Linked DNA regions of Triticum aestivum: region 1 is linked to region 2. The links are chromatin contacts, called in public Hi-C maps. All regions are on one chromosome and are shown on one strand. Each heading gives the region's core, a stretch centred on a gene start, on an enhancer-like site or on the middle of the called end of the contact. The rest is flanking DNA. Distances are from core to core; before and after follow the strand shown. Region 1 has its middle 12 kb from the start of LOC123070579. Region 2 holds the start of LOC123070578 (aspartic proteinase NANA, chloroplast).

Region 1 (3,053 bases), core at 220-2,719, 180 kb after region 2:
CTCTGAGAGCAATTATAATGACGGACGACAGAAACCCAATTCACTTTATTTTTATTTTTATTAGGTAAAGATAAAGATAAAGATAAATCGTTTCTCAAATGTCGCGGCACATATTCTGACTAGATCTTCTGAGTCATTTGATGGCTCTAGTTTTCATGTAACTCTGGATTGTATCCGGGAGACACTTTCACTTGTTATCCTTGATCAATAAAGCGCGATATTCCTAGTATATAGAGAAAAAAAAAAGATTGGTGCTCCGTGTAACCGGGGCGATCATGCGTGACGGGGCGAAGGGGCGTCCACCCCGAATCCCACTCCCACGCGACGCCGCGCGCGCAGAGCTGGTGGCCTGGTGCCCGATCAGACACGACCCGGTATTGATTGGCAACAAGTTCCCAAAAGCGAAGCCACAGGATTCAAAATTTGTCCGCGACTACTGCTGAATGCCGCAGGATGGGCGGGGAAGGAAGCAAGGCCACATGCCCAGGCGGCAACATATTCTGTCACGGCACATGGTGGTACTCCATTGGTGCCTGGCCTCCAGCTCATCGTCCATTTGACCACATTACCGCAGGGCAGCAGCACCCTCACATGTGTGCCGTAGCCCGTAGTCCACTAGCAGCGCGGGAGCAAAAACAGCTCTGCCTGCGAGCTGATTCATTAGGGTTAAGGCCTTTCCAACGATGACTAAGGCCGCGCTTACGTTCAATTGTCAATCACAGGGGATTCCTCCCGCGGCCCGAATTTTTCTAGTCGATCTGTAGGAGTAGGTTGGAGGATGTCTGCGTTGGTGGTCAGTACGTATGTCACACGCGTATTCCGGATCTCACTGCACGCTGGGTGGGTGACCACTGGTCTTATCATGCACAGCGAGACGTAAATAAAATAGTAGCACTAGAAACCAATCCTTCTATCCCAGCCCAGGTGACGAGGAGAATAGCACGGTGCTATTTTGCGTGTGCGTGCGTGCGTCTGTGTGTGTGTGTGGGGCAATTCTGGGCCAGAAGGGATTGCTTGCATTGCAAGCCGTGAATCTAACTAAATGGGTTGGTTGTTGTAGCAGGCATAGGAGTCGAGTCGATCGTCACCACTCAGCCCCACAGCAATGGAGCCTTCCCTTCCTTGAAGCGACGTAAAACTCGGCTACGCACTGCGAAATTCAGGTTCAGAACACGTGCACCGAGCTGCTCATCGTGCCATTTCCTGAGTGCCGACTGGCAAGCGTGGCATCTGTCTCCACAAGTTTCCGCAATACCAAATCGGGAAGTTGAGTTCACGCTCCAAAAGCTATATAAATATATATGGAGCTAGAAAGTTCAAATGGTAGCCGATATAATGTGCTACATGGGGATCGGTAACAGCGCACGGACAGTAGCAGCAAGAAAAGGCACGACCAATTGGCTTGGAGCTTTCAGAAGGCACAAGGAAACAAAGATGCGAGATTGTCACTCACCAGCTGGACTACACAAAATCCCAGAAATCGCAAGCGCGTGCATGGTAACACGCCATCGCTACCAGCAGCGCCTCACCGCTCGGTGTAGATAACGTACTGCGTACGTACAATGTGTGGACACAATCATACGCAAGCACGTACAATATATCTATCCATCTGTACAGGCGGATCGATTGTGTACGTACGTACAGACTTTTGCTCTCATTACACCGTTGTTTATGGAGGTTGGTACGCCGTCGAACATTCCCCGCGGAACAAGGCCGAATCAGTGGGGGGACTCTCTTATCATTGCGGAAAGGAAAAAGTCCAAAACAAACCTTCAATTTATAGGCGAAAGCTAAATCAAACCTCGAACTCTCAATCCCTGAAATAAGCATACCAAACTCTCTAATCCCGGTCTATTTTAAACCTTGACAGAACGTAGCCGGGATTTTCTAATTGGGCCGGCCCAGTAGCGCACTTACTCGCGCACGCGCACTAATCTGGTTTTCTTAGTTTCTTTCTTTTTGCGTTTTCTTTTCATTTTTCATTTTTTACACATGTCTAAATTTGCTCAATATCCAATGTACATTTTTGACGCACACATTAAATATTTTTGGATAAACTTTTGATATTTTCAAATACATTATGTACATTTTTAAATTAAATGTTTTAAAAACTTTTTGAATACATGGTAATATTTTTTCAAATACATGTTTTACATTTTATTAATGACAAAAAACATTTTATAAAACTACATGAACACCCTTTTATGTGGTTCAATATTTTTAAATCTGCATACACTTTTTTCAAGGACATGCCACATATATTCAGTTAAGGTTATGACACATATTTTTACATCACGCAAACATATTTTTACATTGCACACACATTTTTTTGAAAATGTCGCAAACACATTTTTTGAAACTCGTGAGCACTTCAAAATTTTGTTCAGGTTGCAAAAAATGTTTATAAAGGTGTTCGCTTTTTCAAAGTTGTTAGTTTTTAAAAGTATTCAGAATTTTCAAAAAGTTCTCACACTTTATAAATGTTCAAATATTTCATATATAAATACGTTTTCAATACTTGTTTGCCCCTAAAACATATTTTCAAAGTTCGATGATTTGGTTTCTGATTAAATATTTCGGGCCTCTGACTATGTCAGCCATAGTTATCTACTGTAGTGGCTACCAGGTCCCAAGGTCAACTCCAGGGCATGTTTTTTTGTGTTGAAATTATTAGGTCACCCGATAAGAAAAAGAAAGAAAGAATTTTTATGTCCCATTGTTAAGGAAAAAAAACTTGCTTTATGTCTGGTGAGCTGGCCAACAATCTGAAACATTTTATAAATACATTATTTATGAAATAGTTTACGAAATACCAAAAACATTATTAAAAAATGTGACACAATTTTAAAAATACGAAACATTTTTCAAATCATGTGAAAAACTGTTGGAATTCTGAACATTTTTTGACAAATGTAATTTTTTTGAAATCACAAACAGTTTTTTAAAATGCTAATAGAGTTTAAAAATTCCAAACAGTTTTTAAAAACACAAAAAGAATTGAATTTGTTCGAAAAATAGAAAACAGGAACAGTTTTAACTTCTGAACAATTTTA
Region 2 (3,106 bases), core at 102-2,601:
GACCTACATGGCGGAGCCAATGAATGCCGTGCAGTGCTGCGGTCTCGTAGTACAAGTGGGACTGCCGGTACCAGTACCAGTAAGGCGAGGCAGGCCGGAGCTGCCCGGAGCAGGGAGGGCATCAATGGCGCCGCATTGATTAAACGCTGCAGCCCCATGGCCATTTGCAAATTGCAACTGCGAGATCCGACTCGCCCACCAACCAACCACTAATAGCGTCTCCTGCCTCCTCCTGCGGCCTCTGCTGCTGCTCGCGTCTCATCATCAATGCCAGGGCCAATTAATGACGCCCCACCCACAGATCGATTTGATTCAATCCATCGCGATTACGCACAGCTAAGTAGGGGTGGTGGTACTAGTCGTAGCAGTAAAGCGCGGGCTGGCGTTTGTATGAAGGCTGGTTAGTACGGAACGGTAGGGGGGAGAGCGATGCGAATGCGAATGAGGAGCGAGGGAATGCTGACCGGTAGTCGTAGGCGCAGGGGCTGCCGGGCGTGGGGCAGGTGGCGAGGGAGAAGGGGAGCGACTTGGTGCAGGTGTCCGACGCGCACGAGATGGGCGCCCATGTCCTGGAATCCTCGGGGCGGAACGCGCGCCCCGGCCCCGGCCCCGAGTCGGCCGGCGAGAGCGAGGAGTTGGCCGAGGCGGGGCGGCGGCACTTGACCCAGGTCAGGTCGCTGCCGGTGTCGGCCACCAGCAGGAACGGCTGCGCCGGGGTGCCCACGCGGAAGCGCACGAAGTACTGCCCAATGCCCGTGTACGCGCCGGAGGTGAGCGGCATCGCGAAGGCCGCGGCAGCCGAAGAGGCCGACGACGAGCCCGCCGCGGTCTCCCGCGTGCGCCGCCGCCCGTGCGAGGCGATGAACGCCATCCGCTGCCGGTCGCTGCGCGCCAGGTCGGCGAGGGACACCGGCGCGGCGAGGCGGAGCAGGGGGAACCGCGCCGAGTCGCTCGCGTGGCGGCCGCTCGCGCCTGCCAAGAACGCGGCGGCCACCGCAACGAGCAGCAGGGTCAGGCGGTGACCCGCCATTGCAGACGGCGCGGCAGATTCTTGGTTTCAAGCTTTGCTAGGCCGCCAACGAGACGCCCGGCGATGTGTATATATGGCTGGCCCGCCGGCGGCCGTACGCGCCAATGCGCGCGCGCCTCACGGCTAAGCAAGCAAGCCGCCGCCGAGCTGCCGCGGCGGTGGTGGTGGTGCTTTTGTTTGCGCTCGCGTTTCGGGCTGCGTGTATGTATTTGTGTTTGTGTGCCGCTTTGGAGTGCGTATTTATCTTGCCCTCTTTGCGTGGGGGAGGCAGCTAGGTAAGGTTAGTTTAATTTAGTGTTAAGCTTTTGTTCAGGGTGGTGGCTGTGCTCTGCCTGTGCTGTGCGTCGTCCGGGCGGCATTGTTTGGCCCCTGCAGAGGTGGTGCGACGCGACGCGCTTGGGCGCTTGCGCTTGTGCTTTGTGCGCGCCGTGCTGGCCGCGGGTCAAAGTTTCCTGGGACTCGCTGTGCCGGATTTCGGTTGGATCTGTACCGTTAACACAGATGTTTTTTTTAAAGAAAACTTTTTATTTATTCATCAATTATCAATGTAGTACAAAGAACACTGAAAATAAAATTTACATCTAGCTGCGTAGATCATCTAGCGACGACTACAAGCACTCGAGCGAGCCGAAGTTGCGCCGCCGTCATCACCCCTCCCTCGTCACAGTCGGGCAAATATTGTTGTAGTAGACAGTCAGAAAGTCGTCGTGCTAAGCCTCCATAGGATCAACTTATCAAAACAGCAACTGCCGCCGATAAAGAGAAGTGTAGATCGAATGGATCCAACTTGCAGACACATAGACGTAGACGAACGAAGACCGGATCCACCAAAGACAAACGCCGACCGGATCCCACGAGATCCGCCGGAGACACACCTCGACTCACACTCCGACGACACTTCAAGCATCACCAAAATGGGGCTAGGCAGGGAACTTATTCCATCTTCAAGAAGCCGTCGCCGCCTCATCTTCTTGACCATGGCACAATCCCTAATAAAACTTAGAAAAACATCTAAAAACGGAGCCCTGCCGCCGGCAAGGGTCAGGATCCACCGCGCCTTCATGGTCAAGGACCATAGGAGACGAGGCTGACCGACGACAGCGCCGACGAGAAGCAGGGAAACCCTAGATGAGAGTCGCACGAGGGCAGGAGCGAAGGGGTGTCGCTTATGGAAATAAAGTTGTCGTGTCGTATACTCCGTTAACACAGATGCTCTAAGCGAACTGAGCCTTGCTAGCTTAGAGCATCTCCGGCAGACCCCTTAGACCACGGAACTAAAAACGCGTGGTTTTTAGTTCACGAAAAACGGATGACCCCCAACCCCGCCCCCGCGTCGCCCGCGTCTGGCGACACGGGGGAAACCCTCGCCGCCGGGAGCCCCCCTTCGACTTCGCCACGCCCGCATCACCACTGCCGGAGGGCCGGCCGGCGAAGCCGCGCCGCGTACGGGGATGGCGGCGGCGGGGCGATTCCGTTCCTGCCCTGCCCCGCCCTGCATCGTGCAGCCCTTCCGCCACCGTCTCCCTTCAACGCCGCCGCCGGAGGGCCGGTCGTGCCAGCCGCGTCGCGCCTGAGGATGGCTGCAGTGGAGCGTCCCTCCCTCCCCCCGGCGCTCGCGCTGGAGGCCTTCCCACCCCACGGCCCCAGATCGGATCTGGCGCGCCGCGACCACTCCCCCCGTCCAACTGCTGCACACATCCTGTTGGTCCTGCTCGTCGGCGCGGTCGTGTCCGTGCTGATCCTCCCCCAGTCCGCGTCTTGCTCCCAGTGGTGCAGCCCCTCTTCTTGATGCCGTCCGTCGGGGCGGGCGTGACCCTTGGGGGAGGTGGCCGGAGCTCGGTCCTGCCTAGGTGTAGACCACCTTCGTCCCCGACGATATCTCCTCCGAGCTACTGTGATGACCTCTGTGTGTGTGGCGACGGTGGCCCTCTGGCAGCATGTTAGAAGCTTCGTGGTGGATTTTGTCGACACCGCTCCGGTCCCGACCTCCATGGACCTGCGTTCTCCAGTGTCCTTGGTCCGCCGGCGTCCTCTACCGGTGTGGTTTCGGCCCCGATGCACCGGCAGCTGCGCCTC

What was found. Hi-C and Micro-C count contacts between places; a contact is called where the count stands out from the background.
Region 1: a Hi-C map of leaf shows a contact between it and region 2, with 5 times the contacts expected there. The contact joins the enhancer-like site here to the promoter of LOC123070578 in region 2. A contact is called at or near these places in 2 of 5 Hi-C or Micro-C datasets (both in leaf) and 1 of 1 datasets of contacts at active chromatin or transcription factors (leaf).

Annotation. Positions count from the first base shown.
Region 1 is chr3B:500,186,957-500,190,009 of IWGSC CS RefSeq v2.1, forward strand. No RefSeq gene overlaps it. Among protein-coding and RNA genes, the nearest start is that of LOC123070579, 12 kb to the right of the region's middle. Within about 2 kb of position 1,470, at least 4 of the 8 cell types and tissues checked have an H3K27ac peak or open chromatin away from gene starts, as enhancers often do. A contact at or near this core is called in leaf, where this site is marked.
Region 2 is chr3B:500,008,803-500,011,908 of IWGSC CS RefSeq v2.1, forward strand. It overlaps LOC123070578 (aspartic proteinase NANA, chloroplast), which reads right to left and starts at 1,352. Exons shown (of 2, transcript XM_044493837.1): 1 at 465-1,352. The coding sequence starts at 1,030.